Linked DNA regions of Mus musculus: region 2 is linked to region 1. A link is a contact called in public HiChIP or PLAC-seq data. All regions are on one chromosome and are shown on one strand. Each heading gives the region's core, a stretch centred on a gene start, on an enhancer-like site or on the middle of the called end of the contact. The rest is flanking DNA. Distances are from core to core; before and after follow the strand shown. Region 1 holds the start of Gpd2 (glycerol phosphate dehydrogenase 2, mitochondrial). Region 2 holds the start of 5330411J11Rik (RIKEN cDNA 5330411J11 gene).

Region 1 (5,309 bases), core at 1,038-3,537:
TTCACTGAAAAAATGAGTCTGTCCCCCCCACCTGCTTCAGATAGGCCTCACTGTAGCTCTGGCTGTCCTGGAATTTGCTATGTGGGCCACACTGATGTCAAGTTCATGGCCATTCTCTATCTCCAAGCAGCTGGGATTAAAGATGTGCTGTTTTATTTTATTTTTTAAAACAAACAAACAAACAAACATGTTCTAAGTTAGTTGTGATCTGAGCAGTTGGAAGCAAGCAGTAGTTTTAATTCATGAATATATCTGCTGTAGAGCATTTTCCTCTCTAATTTTGCTCCTTTTATTCAGCAGTGGTGGGGATGAAATGTGATATACACAGGAACAATGCCAAAATGCAGTGGTTTTGACAGAGAGGACTCAAAAGAAACACATGGATTGTTTGGGGCTGCTTCCTGGCTCTTTACCCTTTTCCCACATTGTCGCATCTTTTTCCTTTAGGGCTCTTCATGAATCCTATTGGATGCTTCCTGTTCTGATCTTTTTTGTTTGTTTTGAGGCCCATATTTGTCAAGTGCAATGCTGCCCAGGGCTTCCGATTTTTCTCCTCTGTCGTCTAAGTTATGCCGAGGTCTGATGGGTGCTCATGGGTTTCTGATGAGAGCTGAATCCTTCATGGGTGGAGTACTTAGTGAAGAAAGACTTGACATAGTTGGGCCAGAAACACACTGTTCACTTAAGCATCCACTTAAAGCCAACGAACATTTAAACATCTTTTATAGGCACTAGGATGCGAAAGTCAATGGCGGAATGGTTTCATTTCCAGGAACTGCAGTCTTTTAGGTGAATTAGTGGGAAGTCAGCATGGACCCTGATTTCGACCTACTTCTTTGCAGAGAAACGCATTGAACTTCTAAGTAAATATTTGAGATCTGAAAAACAGGAAAACCGAAAGTCAGTGGCTTACTTCTAGGGCTCTCAAACTAGAATCCTTTAGGACCGAGCTATTGAACATCAGCTCTCAACCCTTAGTGTGAATCTGGACCTCTGTAATGCTTGGTTAGGTCTGGAGCTGGAACTCGGATGTTTGGGACTCAGGTAGCCACTAGCTCAGATTGTTTGCATTTCTGCCAAGTTCTCAGGTGATGCTGTACCAGGCACCATAGCTGTACTGTGAAAGGCACATTTTAAACGCTAAAGATTCCCTGGCTTATTTCCAAACCCTTTCAGTGGTACAGCGACAGAAGCTTAGTTCGTAAATTTAGCGTGTCCAAGGCCAGGAACAAGTTCTTTTGCCTTTACAGAGGGTTTGTTTGCCATAAGTTACTGTGAGTTTGTGACCCCAAACTATAGGCATTTCTACAGGGTTTAAGAATACTATGTATGTGACTTAGCAATTGATTACTAAACACTGCTACAATTTCCTTCAAACTAATTTGGCACGAGGAGCTTTTCGGATCAGTCCCTGCCTACTTTTCAACACCATAATCTCAGGATTTAAAGTGGGGTCTTTCGGAACCCGAACTGAGCCCTCCTTGGGTACCCTTGGTTTTGCTTAACCCTTTTAGTTGCAACAAGTGAGCTGGGCATGCTCAGTGGGCAGGGTCGGGTTGGGAGGGGGTGCAAGTGGGAAGCCTGTGGCTCCGCAGCCAGGGTTCTCCGCCTCCCCCCACCTGTACGAGGCCCGGCCCGCTGGGCCAGCGCTCAGCATCCCACCCTTGCTGATTTGGCTTGTTCTTCTCAGCGGGTCCCGGTGCTAACATTCAGGCCCGGGGTCCACAGGCCTGGAGCGCCCACAGAACACGCTGGGGTATCTGGGCCGAGAGCTGCAGGCCGAGTCCCTAGAGTCCCCCGACTCCTAGACGCCTTTCTAGGCCCAGGGAAGCCTGGCGGCTGGGAGGCGCGGAGGAGGGGACGCCGGATCTAAGGGCGCGCGACGGGTGATCAGGTAAGGCAACCCCGGTAGGCAGCAGGCGGGGGAAACGTCCTCCCCCTAGGGCAGATGGCAGGAGTGGCCCGCGTGGGGAGGGACAGAAACCCAACACCACAGCGGCTTCCCCGGCCTAGCTCAGCCCTCTCTTCTTTCCTCCAGCTAGCAAGGAGTGGCAGGGTATGGAGTCGTGCTCCGCCGGGGCTCAGGGCAGGATCGATAACCTCGGGCATGGCCAGCCCACGTCCCTGCGAGACCCAGAGCGCCGGGTCTGCAGCCGCCCTTTCCCACCGGCTGCACTTCCGCATTTCCCTGCCGGGCAGAGTCGCCCGGGCCGCGGTGTCGCGGCGAAGGCGGTGGCTGAGTTGCCGGATCATCCCCCGGGGAGGCGGAGGCGCACGAGGGGAGGAGGAAGTGGCCGGGAGGGGCGTCGGCGGGCGGGTCGGGTTACGGTGGCCCCGCCTGACCCGGTGACATCCCGGCGCGCTCGCCGCGAGCTCAGGGCCACTCTGGTTCTCGGTGAGGCCGACTCCGTTCTGGCTGGAGGATCCTGACTCCCTTGCTCGCCGACCCCTTGCGCGTGACGACCGATCTCAGGTGTGTGCGTCCTGGCGACCTGGTCCTCTGCCTCGGCTTCTAGGAGGAAGTGGTCCCTCTCTGACTTGTGTGACTCGGTGGGACTGCGGTGTGGCGGAGGTGGAGGTGGTGGTGGCGGGAAACTGGGGCGAGACTGTGAATTTGTTCCCACCAACGGAGGAGGAGCACAATTCTCATTCAGGGTTAGGCGAGACTGGAATACGTTTGAGATACGCTTTACCTAGCTGGAGGCAGGGCGTTCCCACATCAATGAAACTTTATGCAAAGTTTTAACTTGTGAAAGTGGCTTGTCTGATGCGGAGGCTTGCTGTTTCCTTCTGAGGTGAGGCGGGGAAGACCCTTCTGCAAGGGGGAGGAGGCTTTCTTTGAGAAACTCAGTTGCCGGGGTGTGACTGGCCCAGGAGGAAATGCAAAGTGTACACCGGCAACAGCCTCCTCTCTCCGCAAAGCAACTGTGTCTTGCCAAAGAAAGTTTGCTGAGTGCTGCAGCTTTAGGAAGGCTTTTAGCAGGTGATGGTCCCTAGACCGTCCTTTATCCCTTAGGAAGATATACGTACTCCTGAAACAGCCTTCCTCAAGCAACACAAGTTCTTACAAAAGTTCAATGACAGGGGCATCTAAGTGTTACAAGAAGTAAATATCCCAGGGGTTGCTACAGAAACAGCCAAAAGTTACATTTGTCAATTTGTGTGAGTAGGTGAGAGAAGGAAGTTGCCCTGTTTGCTTAAAACAAAACTTTGTATCTTGCATGTATTTCAAAGTTTGAGAGTCTTGGAATTTCTCTTTTTGAACGTGGAAAGTGCTGGTGATGGCCTCTCTGGGACCATGGGGCTTCTTGGGAGCTGTTGGTTAGCATATGGGGCCTGGATGCCATTGCCCAGTGGATAGCATGTGCTGTCTCTGGGGCCTTAATGATGAGTGTTGAAACCTCCCCCTGTTTCTCATAGAGACATTAGTCAAACGACCACACTTCCTTCATTTTAGCAACCTAACCCTTCACCTCAGTGAACAATGGGAAAGAATTTGGGATGAGAGACAAAACTGTTAGAACTCTGCTTTCTGAGAGCATTAGTCACATAGTCACCTTATAAATAAGTCATTCTAGGAACCATGGGAAGGCAGTTGCATGCCTCACTGTTAATGAAAAGGGCACAGAGTTAGCAGTTCTCAGTGGATGTCACACCCCACTGCTGAGTCTTATAACTAATGCTTCTTATAGACAGTCAAAAAAGAGTTGATTGTCACTGTGGATGAATGAGATGAATGATGTTGACATACTGATAGAATTCTTACATTATCCTGTCCATAGTCAGGATGTAAGTTTTTTTTTTTTTTTTAAGATTTATTTTATGTATATGAGTACACTGTACTTGTACAGATGCTTGTGAGCCATCATGTGGTTGTTAGGAATTGAACTTGGGACCTCTGCTTGCTCTGGCCCCACTTGCTCCGGCCCAAAGATTTATTTGTTGTTATATCTAAGTACACTGTAGCTGTCTTCAGGCACACCGGAAGAGGGTGTCAGATCTCATTACTGATGGTTGTGAGCCATCCTGTGCTTGCTGGGATTTGAACTCAGGACTTTCAGAAGGGCCGCCAGTGCTCTTAACCCCTGAGCCATCTCTCCAGGCCAGGATGTACGTTTTTACTGGGGTTGGGTGTGTCTTACACACTTTCAGATCTCTAGCACCAGGAGTGGTGGCTTGGTTTGCAATAGTCTTCCACAAATGCTTTCTCCGGCAGTGACTAACCTGAAACAATGTATCTGAGTCTAAGAAACAGAAAGTTTTGGCCTTAGAGAACATGTTCAAATTTACTAAGTCTCATAGACAAAATATGGGTAATGGTATATGTATATGTACACACACACACACACACACACACACACACACACACACACACACATATACGTATACACACACACACATATATATACCAGGTCTACAATCACTAGTAATATGTCCTAGAGGCAAGAAACTCTAAATGTTAGTGTCCTTCCTCTTATTTTTCTTTTGCATTGGAAAAGCAAATTTTGGGAAAAAGCATACAGCTAGACAGGTGATTTAGGTTTGGGGTTTTTTTTTTTTTTTGTTTTGTTTTGTTTTGTTTTTGTTTTTGTTTTTGTTTTTGTTTTTTTTTTTTTTTTTGGTTTTTCGAGACAGGGTTTCTCTGTATAGCTCTGGCTGTCCTGGAACTCAGAAATCCACCTGCCTCTGCCTCCCGAGTACTGGGATTACACCACGCCCGGCAGTGATTTAGTTTTTATATGTCATGCCAGAGGAAGGCAAGAGGCAGCTGTGGTTATTAGAAGAGGGAACAATTTCCAGACCATTATCTAATTTCTTTTCTTCATTTTTGGAACATGGTGATGTTTTCTGAAACTTGATTCATTCTGCTCAATGCCTGGACTCCGAAGGCTAGCTCAAGTGCAGAAACATACTGCAGAAAGCACTGGACATGGCACAAATGCTACATTTGACTTTTTGAAAGATGTTTTACACAGTCGTGTGCACCATTACACAGTAATAAGTAATAGATAAAGGAAAAATCACTGTTAGCTTAGATCAATATATGGCGTGTTTGTTTAGTGAAATAAAACATGAATTTTGGTGCGACATAACATCACTTTAATTGACTACATATGTAGCTGGTCCTAGTTGCGTAGAGAGGTGGAAGCCATCTTAGTTTGTATACATTCTGTGATGTTTCTCAGAATGAGAGACCACCTAATGAGTCATTTCTCAGAAGTTATTTCTGACCTTACAGATGACTGTTGCTGGCTGAACTTGTTGGGAACAAGTTGATGTTGAAGAGACTACCACTGACAAAGACTAAA
Region 2 (5,309 bases), core at 1,204-3,703, 2.1 Mb after region 1:
GTCCCCCATCCCTTCTCTGTCTCTACCCCTTTTGTTAAATCGTCTTCAGACTAGGTCTGTCGCATGGCTTGATTATGTAGAGGGACAGCTTGGCATGGGTCCTCCGAGATCCTCCCTCCTCCTGCTTTGTACAGAAGACACAAAGCACAACAGTGGGTGCTTTGAACCTATTTTAAGAGCACTGCCTTCCCTATAAGCGCTATGAGCTAAACCTGTGCTCAGCTCTCCTCTCCCATCTTCCTCTGCTCCTGTCTCTGCCTGCTGCAGGGATTCTCAAGAGCCAGATCAGGCCCGTGGTAGTAGACTCCCTGACCCAGCCCCAGAAGCCACAGTCCCAGGAATTGAATTCTAAAGTGCCCCTAGCCCAGGCCTTGCAGGTGCCTCTGCAAAAGGACTCTGGCTTCTGCAACCCGCTTGTTACCCTTTCCCTGGCTGCTCACTCTCTCCCTCTGAACTGGCCTGTGGTCCTTCTGGAGATGAGCTATAGGATGTGTCCGAGCCCAGGGAGGAATCAATCAGCAGAAGAGCAGACAAATGTGCTATCACATCAGCCCATTACCATCCTGCCAGGCTGCCAGCAACCTGAAAGGCAGAAACGTAATTGTTTTCCTCTTTCCAGTTCTTCAGGCCAGTTGTCTCCATGGTCACCGCTTGTCTATCTCTGCCGGTGGCTCTCCACCTGGGAGCTGTTTTGCTTCCCTGGAGGACATCTGACAAAGCCAGAGAGAGTTTTAGGGTGACACCTGGGGTGGTGGGGTCCTGGCATCTAGAAAGAAGATCCCAGGGATATGGTTGACCATCCTACATGCCAGGAAAAAAAATTATCAGGCCCCAAAAAGCATTGGTGACCTGGCCACAGTGACCATCTTTTCCTCTAATGCTTGTGTGGGCTTGAAGCTCCTGTCAAGGAAGTTCCTGCATGTGCCCAGCGCATCGGAATCTAGGGTAGTCATAATCTGCTAGGTGAATTGAGGTGGAAATCTATCTCTTATAGCCTCAGAACCCAGCAGTGCCACCAGGCCACAGTCCTGTTAAGGGCCTAAGAGAGGCCCCTTTCTTGTCTCCAACAAATTTAGTGGCTCTAGGTTTTCTTTGGCTTACGGCACTGAAAATCAATACCTGCTTCTCTCCTTTCCACAGCGTGGGGGATGGTCCCCAGGACCTCCTGCCACAGGCTAGGAAAGTGCCCCTCCCCCCCCCTGCTGATTTTACCTTTTGTTCCTATGGAAACCCATTGCCAGATCTGGAATATCTACAAGTATGACATGATTTCATTTCAGGATCTCTCACTAATTATAAAAATCCTAATACCTTACACAAATACAACAAAATAGTTACAAAGAAAAGAAAACCTTATACCAAAACCAAACAAACCAAAAATCCCTCTGAAGTTATGTGTGAATTTTCAGCCCACCACACCCTAGGAAGGAATGGCCTCTGGGCTAGGAGTGGTGACAATGGATGTTTTGAAATACAAAACCTACTGTCTATTCTGTCCATTCCTGACCCCTAAGTCCCCAAAGCATCTCTTCAGGGAAGCAAGAGCAACAGAGGTGAGCCCTACCCTTCCAGCTCTCTGTTGGTGAGTTTAGATTCCAGACGGTTTGACCTTCTCTCCCAAGTTTCTCCTATACAGTCCCTTTCCCCTCAGAAAGTACTCGAATGAAACTAGAATATCAGGGTCTGCCAGAGTCCATGGTGCCTGAGGCAGGATTTTTAGAGGCAGTATTCTGTTGTTTTCTTGGTGGTGATGTTTTCTTTTCTTGGTGGCCATTATTCTGAGGTGTGCTCTTGTTATATAGCCAAGCCTGGCCTCAAACTTGCCACCCTCCTGCCTCCTCTGTGTTAAGATTACAGCTATGAGGCCCCCATGATGACCTCGGTGGTAGCTGTAATTCAGATCAAGGCCACCAACTCACGTAGACCTCCCACTGAAAGGTAAACACCGTATTTCCATCCCTTGAACCTGGGTGAGCTTGTAGGACCTCTGTCAAAAGGAGAAGTCACATGGTCACAAATGGCTTTCTGCTCAGTTCACAGGGGCATGGTGGCAGGAGCTCACACAGTCTGAGGTCATCATGTCAGAGAGACCAAGGGAAGGACCATTGAGAGCACGGGAAGGGAGAAATGACCACAAGCCTCTTACCCTTCGTTCAAGCAATCGCAACCCAAAGCTCAAAATGTGTGCATGGAGAAACCTTCAGTTAACTTCACCTTTAGCCTCCAAGCCTTCTAGTTTGTGGCTCGGACATCACGGAGCAGGGACCAGGCATACCTAACATGACCTACTTAATCCTTGGCTGGTAGGGATCAGAAGAGGTTTTGCAGCACAGCTTGTGCGGTGGCTTGTCAGACAATAAAGAATTGAACCTGGGAAGGAGAAAGGATGTCTCACCGTATAATTCCTTGTTCCTTTTCCCCCTGTCTCTCTTTGGATCTCCATGTTAGAAAAACAGCCCCATAGGAGGGAAAGAAACTAGATGCTAGCAGCTTTAATTAATCCTCTGCCTTGCCGCAGTTTCTTGCATCATTTATATGCCTTTGCCCAAGGAAGTGGCTGATGTTCTCCCTAATTTAGGGATAAGGAAACCTTGACTTATAAGATTTGACAACGCCAGCCAGGAAGCCACCTGGGTATGAAGCTCTGCCTTACCCCTCGCCTCTATGTTGTTCCTGAGCACAGTGTATTCAGAGTTAGCACCTAGATTATCTTTGTCTAAATTAAATTTTCTGCAAGACTGTGTTCTTAGGGAAACCAAATTAAAGTACCGTTGAAAGAGCCACGGCAACTCAGGAGGATTAAGCATGTCAAAACATCCCTAGGCATGTTTCCCCCAAGATGGCACAGGCTGTTCATTTGCTTCTCTTGCGAGATTGTCTTGCTTTGAAGCTCACGGCAAATATCTTCCCCGACAGTGAAAGAGTGTGCAAGGGACTGGAGCCTGTTCCCAAGTCTATCCCCCGTGGAAAACAGAATGGCAGCAAGTTTCCTGGGGGTGGGGGTGGGGGTGGGGGTGGGGGTGGGAAAGAGCCTAGTGGCTTCAGGCTCTACAAAGTCTTCCTACCCTTTCAAGAGGTTTTCTCTTCAGAACCCCTGGTGGCAGCTGTCCAGAGGAAGAATCCAAGTCGCTTGGGTTGTTTGTTTGTTTGGTTGGTTGGTTTTGGTTTTGGTTTTGGTTTTTCGAGACAAGGTTGCCCTGGCTGACCTGGAACTCACTCTGTAGACCAGGCTGGCCTCGCACTCAGAAATCCACCTGCCTCTGCCTCCCGAGTGCTGGGATTAGAGGCGTGTGCCACCACCGCCCCGCCCACTTGTTTGTCACGTGGCCCGTGAAACAGAGACCTAAAGAAACAGCAAGACCATATCCATCACGAACAGCCCTTTGGACCTCTGATGACCCCAACAGTCAACTCCAGCTCTGCCAAGGGAGAAAGGCGATATCTAACAGGGTGATCTTTCCCTAGGTTCTGACCCACCAAAGTGTGTGGGGAGGCAGGTTACTGAGAAGCGCTTGGGAAGGTCAAGCCCAGAGGCATTGGCTCAGAAAGAGGTTAAGAGTAACCATATCTCCTATCTCCCCGCCCCCTGCCCATCTATCTCATTAGACAGTTCATGTCTTTTCTACCTAGTGCTTTGTGTCTAGCTTTCTAACCAAACATTACAAGGCAGACTAAGAGCAAAAAGCCCAGCTAAAGAAGACCAAGGAAGCAGCTGAGCCTAGCTCATTGAGTCAGACCAGGAATCTAAAGGGACTCTGACTGACATAGTAAAGCTCCTGACGAGGAAGCTAGCTGGCACATAGTAGGTGGACAAAGTGGGCAGACAGATGACAGTTCTAAAGAATAAAATAGACCCGAGATTTAGAAATCAGACTGTAATGGAAATGAAAATGCTTTGGATAAACATAGCTGAAGGAAAAAAAAATCAAGTAAATTTGATGAAATGCCTATAAGAACTGGAAAATGTGTGATAATCCCGAGCAGAATCTACAAGATTATGGGTCAAATAAGAAAGGAGCAACAGCACAACAATAATGAGACAAAGAAAGGGGGAGGGAGGGGGAGGGGAGGAGGAAGAGGTTGTAGGAGGAGGAGATGGAGGAGGTGAAGGAGGAGGAGGAGATGGAGGAGGTGGAGAAAGAGGTGGAGGAGATGGAGGAGAAACAACAGTAGCAACAGTAATAGGACTTCTTAAAATTAATGGGAATGAACCATGGGTCCAGGAAGGTTAGAGAATACTAAGCAAAATAATTCCAAAAATCACACTCAAGAACATCATGTTCAAACTGTTGAAAAATCAAAGATAAGGAAACAACCCATTACAACTATAATGTATCCCCACCCCAAAAAAATGCTATTGTGGATACATATAAGAGCAAGAACAAAAATAAGGCTGAGAAAACCCTACACGTTCACAACTGCTGGCAGCATTGTGGTGGATAACTTTCCAGAACTGTCCCTGCTAAAGTGGAAGGATGATTGCTGTTAAATACCACTTGATACCCATCAGAATAGAAAACACCTCCCCCACCCCAAAAAAAAGAGTCCAACAAACCAAGACCACTTGCTGCTGCTGCTGTTATAAAACAGGAAACTTCCTGAATGTTGAAATGTAAAATGCTGCTGGCCACCTGTAAGACTGCATGGACTGCGTGACACTTTCTTACAAAGCTAGAATATTCTTCCCCTACAAACTAGTCACGCAACCAGACATTTACCCAAATGAGCTGAAAATCTGTGGGGACTTTTAGAGCAGAGGTGTTCGGCTCACTGCTGTAAATCTGGCTATGTGACAGTGCACAGTGGTCAGAGCTCATAGCATAAGGTGAAGAAGGACCCCTGGTAAACCGTGGACTTTAGCTGATAGAGCTGGATTGCTGTTGATGGTTCATCAGTGGTTGGAAACGTGCCATAGTGATGCAGGATGTAAAAGCAGGGGCAGCGGGGGAGAAGAGCACACAAAAGCTTTGTATGTCTAACCAGTGCTCTATAAATCTAAAGCTGCTCCCAAAACATGAAGCTTATTAATTTACTCTTTGAAAACTCTGCGTTTCTCATTCATTAAATTAACAGTACATTTGCCGACATCAAACGCCTTCTGAAACGTCTTTAATATTCCATTAAATTAGTGTATCTTAATTTTTCTCAGCCCATCTTTTACAGTTGACTTTTTAAAATGACTCAAGGGATGGGGATCTATCTCAGCGGTAGAGCAATTGCAAAAACATGTGTGAGACTCTTAAGTGTAATTCCGAGCACCGAAGAAAGATTTAAGATAGAACTGGTATAGTGGTACTTTTACTCCCAGT

Evidence for each region. HiChIP or PLAC-seq counts read pairs in DNA pulled down with a chosen protein or histone mark.
Region 2: a contact with region 1 is called in an H3K27ac HiChIP or PLAC-seq map of embryonic stem cells, with 9 times the contacts expected there. The contact joins the promoter of 5330411J11Rik here to the promoter of Gpd2 in region 1. A contact is called at or near these places in 1 of 39 promoter capture datasets (embryonic stem cells) and 1 of 115 datasets of contacts at active chromatin or transcription factors (embryonic stem cells).

The regions. Positions count from the first base shown.
Region 1 is chr2:57,236,095-57,241,403 of GRCm38.p6, forward strand. Gpd2 (glycerol phosphate dehydrogenase 2, mitochondrial) reads left to right here and starts at 2,288. Exons shown (of 17, transcript NM_010274.3): 1 at 2,288-2,473.
Region 2 is chr2:59,384,229-59,389,537 of GRCm38.p6, forward strand. 5330411J11Rik (RIKEN cDNA 5330411J11 gene) reads right to left here and starts at 2,454. Exons shown (of 3, transcript NR_040510.1): 1 at 2,396-2,454; 2 at 460-582.